2 separate regions of the Macaca mulatta genome follow, and region 2 is linked to region 1. A link is a contact called in public Hi-C data. All regions are on one chromosome and are shown on one strand. The core of a region is the stretch at or near the end of the contact, and the rest is flanking DNA. Distances in the headings are between cores, read along the strand shown. Region 1 holds the start of ST6GALNAC1 (ST6 N-acetylgalactosaminide alpha-2,6-sialyltransferase 1). Region 2 holds the start of MXRA7 (matrix remodeling associated 7).

Region 1 (4,087 bases), core at 1,212-3,711:
CGAGTAAACCTACAACTGGACAAATTTTCTATCAACCCCCAGTACCCCTCTCTGCTGTGGCTGATTTGTTACTGGTTTTCTTTTTTTTTTTTTTTTTTTTTTTCAATTTGAAAACGTAAATAATTATACTAAGACTAGATCACTCTGAGATTGTTTTATTCTAATTTATCCTAAGGACCTGCCTGTACTTAAAGCCTGATACAAAGCCCAAGTTGACCTACTGGGCAGCTCTCTGGGCCTGGAAGGAAGAGCACATGACAAGGCTTCAACAGTACAGCCTGGCTAGGTCCAGGCAGACCATGACTTCTGAAGGCAACAGCATGGTCCACATGGAATCAGGCTGCTGAAGAACAGCAGCGAGAGGCTGCCTCTGAATCACATCTGCAGGGTCACCTGGGCCTGGTGGAGGCCCACAGTCACCCATTAGGCCCCAGTATCCTATGTGGGAGTATCCATGTCTAGTCTCTACTTCTCACTGCAGGAGAGGTGGCAGATGAGGAGGTTTCCTACTTTAAAGCAGGTAGAAGTTGTTTCCTTTCTTCCCTCCTCACAGCCTGGAGGGCGAGGTTGTGCCCAGCCTGATAGCAGCTGCCTTGCCCAAGATTACATCCTGTTCTGGGGGCAGCCCACCTCCAAACCAAGTCACTGGTGGGGTACAAAGGCCTGCCTTGTCTGCCAAAAGGACAGTGCTGATGGACCATTCCAGTTCTAGAGTTCCCAAAGAGATGTCTTTTTGGAGAGGGGCAGGGTACCAGAAATCCTTCACTCAGGCTATAGCAGGGCCTCCAGTTACAAGTAACTTGAGTCCCACCCAGCCAAACATGCCTTTCCGGGTCTAGTGCTGGGTTGCAGAACAGGAAACCTGGCAAATTCCTATTGCCACAGATATTTTTTACTATTATTATTGTCACCTTATTTTTCTATTGGTGGAAACCCTCTAGGGCTTCCACCAGATTCTCCACCTTTATGCTATCATTTTTATCAGTTTTGGTTTTATTGTTTCAGTGCTGCTTCTTGCTAACGGTAGCAGCCAATATACATCATCTCTGGCGACAGATCACGCCATAGAAAATACTGTCGTTTTCCTCATTTTTCTTAACGCCACAGAGTCAGCTGGGCTGTAGTACCAGCCCGGATGTACCAGTTTACTCAGCCATTCCCCCTCTCATGGACATCTGCATGGTTTCCAGTCTTGCAAATTTATATAGTGCCGCTACAAATAAAAGCTGGCGTGTATGCTGTTTCATGTTTGTGTAAGTTTACTTTCAGAGTAGATTCTACAGGTGGATTGCGGGTCAAAGGTAAATTTGCACTCCCTCCCAGCAATGCAGGGCAGATCAAGTTCCTGTATTGTCCTTAACAGTGTACTTTGTTAAACTTTTGGATTTTTGACAATCTAATGGATCAGAAGCCTTAGCTCAATGAAGTTTTGTTTCTTTTCTTTTTTTTTTTTTTTGAGACAGAGTCTTGCTCTGTCGCCCAGGCTGGAGTGCAGTGGCCGGATCTCAGCTCACTGCAAGCTCCGCCTCCCGGGTTCCCGCCATTCTCCTGCTTCAGCCTCCCGAGTAGCTGGGACTACAGGCGCCTGCCACCTCGCCCGGCTAATTTCTTGTATTTTTAGTAGAGACGGGGTTTCACTGTGTTAGCCAGGCTGGTCTCGATCTGCTGACCTCGTGATCCGCCCGCCTCGGCCTCCCAAAGTGCTGGGATTACAGGCGTGAACCACCGCGCCCGGCCTCAGTGAGGTGTTCGTTTGCATTCTTCTGATTATGAAAAAGGCTGAGCGCCCACTTAAATGTTTAGGGGCCCCTTGCATTTTTTTTCCTGTAAACTGTCCACTCATGTCTTGTCCCATTAAATACCATCCATCTAATCTCCGCTTTAGCTCACTGAGTTGCGCATATTTCTGACGATCTTGGCGGTAATCTGGGCTCAGCGCGGTAGTTCTCCAACTCTGAGGCTGCACGGGGAGGGAGTGCTTTGACGAAGGTAACTAAAGAGAATCTGAGTCATTCCAGGGAAAGCCTACTAAAATCAGGAGGCTTTGTGAGAGCCAAAATACTAACTTTCAAAAAAACAAAAATACTCCCAAACTTCACCGGCAGCAGCTTTACTTACGTGTTATTTTATCTACGGTGCCCATTTTATCTACGTGGGGACCACCACATGGAGAAAACCACCGACCCGCGAAGTGAACCAATCACAGCCATAGCGCCGGTGTCGCTCTGCGGCATTTCAGTGGTTCAAGCACCTGCCAATCTGCCGCTAAGCCAAAGGCCTTGATTTGTGGCCATTGGGTATCGCATCCTTCCATCTTCCCCACCTCAATCCCACCTCACGCGGAGGGTGGAAAGCCCCGGATGTCCGGCCACACCCAAGGCCGCGTTTCCTCAGTGATTGACAAGGGCCATCGTCCAATGAGGAATGCGGCGCGGCCCGGGCGGCCCTGCAGTAGGCACGCGCCTGGCGCCTGAGCCGTAGAAGTGGTCGGGCGTTTGTGGCCCAGCCTATGCTAAGGCCGGCTTGCTGGGCCACGGCCGGGTGAGCGACCCCCGGGCTGCCTGGGAGCCGGAACCGAGCCGAGCCGAGCACACGTGGACTGGCCGGCAGCTGCCGCTGCTCTGCTCTAGCCGAGAGATTCGCGCCTGCAGCGAATCCCCGGCCGCGTCGAGCTGTGGCCTGGCGTGCGGTGCCTGCCCGAGGCTGGCTCCTGAGTGCCACTCGCGGGACAGGGCCCCGCGTCCCGCATTCGCAAGGTGGGACTAGGGGAGGGTTTTTGTTTTTTTTTCTTTCCCTGCCTCAGGTTTCTTAGTACAAATAACACAGGAGGACCCCACCCCATACAGACGGCAGCCGGGTGGGGGGGGGTCGCTCCAGTCCTCCTGTCCTCACGTTGGCAGACAGAAACATCTACTCCTTAGCCTTTGTAGGGGCCTGGGCACCTTTGGGAGCCTGAGCTGGAACTGAAGCTGGAGCTGCAGCCCGGGCCTTGGTTTGATCCTTGGCCTCGGCCTTTGGCCCGCACAGCCTGAGCCCCTAGGCAAGGCGGGCGCGAGCACGCTTCCCAAGCTTGGAGTGGGCAGTGTTGTGCTTCTTGGCAAAGCGCATGTTCCTCAGGAACTTGGGGTCCACCCCCCTTAAGAGATTCGTATCTTTGTGATCTGGGTTTCTTGATACCATTTCTGTGCCATTTTCGGCACTGGTTGGGTGTGGTGTGGTTCTTAGACTTGGCCATGTTTGCATCTTAAGCGGCGGCTCCCAAAGCGCCTAGAACTGGGAGCTTTTTTTTTTTTTTTTTTTTTTTTTTTTTTTTTTTTGAGACGACGTTGTCTCCCTCTGTCGCCCGGGTTGGAGTGCAGTGGTGCGATCTCGGCTCACTGCAACCTCTGCCAGCGGGTTAAAGCGATTCTTCTACCTCAGCCTCCAGAGTGGCTGGGACTACAGGCGTTCGCCACCACGCCCTGCTAATTTTTGTATTTTTGGTAGAGACAGGGTTTCACCATGTTGGCCAGGCGGGTCTCGAACATCTGACCTCAAGTGATCCGCCAGCCTTGGCCTCCCAAAGTGCTGGGATTACAGGCGTGAGCCACCGTGCCCGGCCTGGGGGAGCATTTCATGAGCTCCGCAAACGGGCTTTGGGCACCAAGCTGGGCCCCGGAATACAAAGATGAGGTGAAACTAGTCCCTGCCCTCTAAGACACCCGTGTCTCCACCTTCCTCCCCCTGACGCTCCCAGGCTTGCCCTCGAGCAGATTCGGAGGGTGGCCCAGGGTTTCAGGGGGTTTCAGATGGTGGTACTGCAGCTGGACCCAAGACACACAGACACACAGACAGACACACACGCACACACACACGCACCCCTTGCTTTTCACATTCCCTATTGTCCCAGGCCTAAGGTAAAAGCCAGCAGTTCTGTACACGCCCAGCTTCACATCTTCAGGTGGGCTGGCAGTCACACCTTCCCTCACCTGTGCTTGCCCTTTCAAGTCCTGCTGCAGGCACCTCAGCTGGGCTTTACCAGAGCAGGCTGAGTGCAGGCTGAGTGCCTGTGAAATGGGTTGGACTTACCATTCGGCCAAGTGATCAC
Region 2 (4,121 bases), core at 439-2,938, 39 kb before region 1:
AAATAGAAAAAAAGTAGCTGGGCGTGGTGGTATGTACCTGTAATCCCAGCTACTCAGGCAGGAGTATCACTGGAACCCGGGAGGCGGAGGTTGCAATGAGCCAAGATCGTGCCACTGCACTCCAGCCTGGGCAACAGAGTAAGATCCATCTCAAATAAAAAAGAAAAGAAAGAAAAAAATAGTAAGGCCCATACACTGACTGAAAGTTCCACAGTGGTCAAAAGCTAGTTGCCCATAAATAAAGCCTATTTCACTTTTTTTTTTTTTTTTTTTTTTTGAGATGGAGTCTTGCTCTGTCTCCCAGGCTGGAGTGCAGTGGCGCGATCTCGGCTCACTGCAAGCTCCGCCTCCCGGGTTGACGCCATTCTCCTGCCTCAGCCTCCCGAGTAGCTGGGACTACAGGCGCCCGCCACTGCGCCCGGCTAATTTTTTGTATTTTTAGTAGAGACAGGGTTTCACCGTGGTCTCGATCTCCTGACCTTGTGATCCGCCCACCTCGGCCTCCCAAAGTGCTGGGATTACAGGCGTGAGCCACCACGCCCGGCCACATTTTATACTTGGGGGCTCTTTTCATCAACCACCACTAAAAGGAAATGCATGGCCCTTTTAATATCATGCAGTGCAGCAGAATTCAGCTCTCCCTGTTGCTGGGGGGTCTTGTTTGTATATCTTCATTTAAAAAGAAGCACTTCATCTCACATCTTGGTTTGTATCACAGATCAGCTCAGGCACTGTAATTTTCCCAAAAAAGTATTAAATGCATCCTCAGCAAAAACTGGAACCGTGGTTTTTTAACATTAGGCCTTATGTTTGGCATGATACCTGACATGCCCATCTTGTGTTTATTTAAAATAACTAAAGAGTGGGTGGGGCGTGGTAGGAAAATATGTTTTTGGTTACAACGTGTTTATCTCAAAATCCACTGTTCAGCAACAGAGGCCTGGGAGGACCTGGAGAAACAAAAACAATAGCCTTCATTTCCTTCACTGCACCCTCCCACCCTGCATGCATTCTGGAATTGTGCAAAGAAGAAAGTCCGGTAGGAGGAATAGCGTTGACCAAGGACCTGCAGCTGAATTTCAGGTCTAGGGGCGGGGGAGCCATGTTATGTTACAGGGAGGCCTGTGTTGAAGACTGCTGGCCTCAGCGCCGAAGGGAGCATTCACTGGCTGGGATCTGGAGATGTCCTCTGTGAAAGTGCATTAAGGCAACCCTAAGGATTAAAAGCAACTCCTGACATGCCTATAAAAACGGCAGTGGCTAAACGTAATCCGGCTTTTCATTGTTTTACAAGGCAATCCAGGCTGCTGTTTCCATGAATCTTCCCGGGTTTGCTTGTCTCTCTGCATTCCCCAACTAGCACTGATATTTCCAAAATGCTCTAAGACGAACTGCTGTACCAAGGCCAAAGATGACAACCTCAGGGCACATCATACAGTATTTCAAATTGAACCTGAGTTAAATGTGCCCCAAAGCGTCAAGGCTGCCCAGGCTGGGCAGGGGTTGGCTCTCCTGTGCCTCCCAGGGGGTCAGGACTCTGCCCCCCTACACCCCCGCTTACAGCCTGTGCGTCACCACCGGGGGCCGGAGGATGCCAGGGGCGGGGCGCGGGCGACGGGGGCTCCGCCCCGGGGCGGGGCGCGGCGACCGGGCGCGGCGGGCTCCCTCGGGGTCCCAGCGGGCCGGCACTCGGCGGCCGCGGCGCAATGGAGGCGCCGGCCGAGCTGCTGGCCGCGCTGCCTGCGCTGGCCACCGCGCTGGCCCTTCTGCTCGCCTGGCTGCTGGTGCGACGTGGGGCGACCGCGAGCCCGGAGCCTGCCTGCACGCCCCCGGAACCCGCGCCCCCGGCCGAGGCCACCAGGGCCCCAGCGCCGTCCCGCCCCTGCGCCCCCGAGCCGGCGGCCGCGTCCGCGGGGCCGGAGGAGCCTGGGGAACCCGCGGGGCCGGGGGAGCCCGGGGAGCCTGCGGGACCCGGGGAGCCCGAAGGGCCAGGGGATCCCGCGGTGGCGTCAGCGGAGGCGGAGGAGCAGGCGGCGGAGGCGAGGCAGGTACGCACCGCGGCCCCCGCGGCCCTCTCCCCACCCCCGGGGCTCCAGCCGCCGCTGCCGTTCCCCGCCGAGCCAGGGAGCGGGACCGCAGCCTCCAGCCCAGGCTGCCCCCGGGAAGCGCAGAACCCTCGGCCCACAGGAAATGCAGGTCCCGCCATGCTAAGCCGCAGGCCCGCAAAGTCGCCGCCCTCCCCCAGAAAGTGTGGCGAGGGGCGACCCCGAAGGAGTTTGTTTGGAGGTGTTTTGCTCTCCCCTCACCTCGGCCTCTCCCAGCCCAGGGCGTGCTCCGCAGCTGCTGGTTCCCAGGCCTCGCGACGGGACTTGGAATTTTGCTCCACACCCACTTCTGACCCCTCCCGCCCACCGGTTCCCAAATCCACGTGCCTATGGCTTATTTCAAGGCCTGCCATGAGAGTTATCTTGATGTTTAAAAAGTAGTACTTTCGGGGGGCGAGGGAGGAAAGCTGGCTTTTCTTTTTCAGTCAGTTTGAAGTCAAGATTTCAGAGTCAGTGCTGTGGTGTTTTGTGAAGCCCGTAGGCTGAGACTGAAAGAAAAGGCACCCGAGCCCAGCAGTTCTTTTTATTGTCGTTTTAAGCTACACATCTCCTAACACCCTCCTACCCCCACTCCCCCGGGTTGTAGGTAAGCTGGGCCTGGAGTGAAGATGCAGGATAAAGCCCTCCTGGAACACCAGGGAGCACCCCAAAGCGGCCCTCCCTGCCTCTGCCCCAGGCCTCCCACCATGCTGTCCGTCAGCTCGGGCCCTGGCCACCCTGTCCTGCCTGTGGATATCAGGAGAGGAATCGGATTTCCCTCATCCACTCATCCTAGTCCCTACACTCTAGACTGGAAACCTGTGTGCTCATGTTCCCAGGAGTTCACCACGCTTGGCTGGTCCAGGCCACCGCCATGGTCTCCAGTCGGATTGTAATCCCTTGTTCTTACCCCTGAGCTCCTTTTCTTGGAAGGGAGGAGAGCCGGGATGCGCGTTGTCTGCGTGCCTACGTGCCCACTCTGTCCTGTGCTGGACACAATGGTTTACCCTGGAGAGAAGCCCTTCGGGGGAGGAGGAGGCAGCCAGGCTGTGCTCAGAGGCATTTCTCTTTGCTGAGTAAGTGCGCCAGACCCCGTCTGAGCAGGCGCTTTGCTTGACAAGTGGGTGACTAATTGTGTCATTAGAGAGGATTCTAACCAGCCCGTTTAATGGGGTGGGGGGTCGGGGGGCAAGCCCTGCCGTTCTTGCTTGAGGTGGGCTTGCAGACCTCAGGGGGTGATGGGGGAGGGTGGCGGTTCGGACATGTGCTGACCTGTTGTGTTTGCTCCCATATTTGGGATTCCTGCCTCCGTCGAGGTCTCGCGGGAGCAGGAGAGGCCTTTAGACAGTTCTGGAGCCGTCATGCACCCTCAGTCAGTCAGCCCTGGCCTTACAGGGCTGTCCCTTTATCACCCACACCAGGCTCTGGACTGAAGTGCAGAATGTCCTTTAGCAGCGCCCTGTCTTATCTCAATCCTGTGGGGCACGACGCTTGAAGAACTTTTTACAAGGCTTTCAGCTCTCAGCACATGATACCTACAGGAATAGGTTCATTGGTGTTTAAATAGGGCCCCTCGCATAATTTTCCTCTGTCTGGGCGAATGCACGTCCTCTGAGGCTGAATGGGTGCTCTGAAGGACAAGGCAGTACAGGGGTTCACATGCCAGCCAGCCCCCATAACATAGGTGCCAGTGAGGATGACTTGAGGCTTGTGTTTGTCCTCCCGGTAAAGCACCCTCCAGAGGGAACCCACCCAACAGGAGAATTCAACTGAAGTTAGTGTCCTTCCCCTTTGGGCTCCAGTCCCCAGGCCTTCCTGAGCTGGCCAAAGCTCCCCCAAAACTCCTGCCTGCAAACATTAAGCCAGGTGCTGTGGGGACACAGATACTGTGTCATCCCACCCACTCCCAGTGGTGGCATTACTTAAGAAGCTGCTTAGAAATTGTCTTAATGAGCTTCAAGTCAGTGACAAGTAAAAAAAAAAAAAAAAAAGGAAAAGAAATTGTCCTGAAGTGTACTCCAGCATTTCCAAGAGCTT

What was found. A called contact is a pair of places that touch in the nucleus more often than the background predicts.
Region 2: a contact with region 1 is called in a Hi-C map of cortical neurons, with 2.5 times the contacts expected there. The contact joins the promoter of MXRA7 here to the promoter of ST6GALNAC1 in region 1. A contact is called at or near these places in 2 of 14 Hi-C or Micro-C datasets (cortical neurons and fetal cortex germinal zone).

Annotation. Positions count from the first base shown.
Region 1 is chr16:86,428,607-86,432,693 of T2T-MMU8v2.0, reverse strand. It overlaps ST6GALNAC1 (ST6 N-acetylgalactosaminide alpha-2,6-sialyltransferase 1), which reads left to right and starts at 2,461. Exons shown (of 13, transcript XM_077972967.1): 1 at 2,461-2,756. LOC144335983 (a long non-coding RNA gene) reads right to left here and starts at 2,178. Exons shown (of 2, transcript XR_013407334.1): 1 at 1,737-2,178; 2 at 76-1,417.
Region 2 is chr16:86,466,448-86,470,568 of T2T-MMU8v2.0, reverse strand. MXRA7 (matrix remodeling associated 7) reads left to right here and starts at 1,688. Exons shown (of 4, transcript XM_015120449.3): 1 at 1,688-2,048. The coding sequence starts at 1,707. LOC144335973 (a long non-coding RNA gene) reads right to left here. Exons shown (of 3, transcript XR_013407324.1): 3 at 3,270-4,121.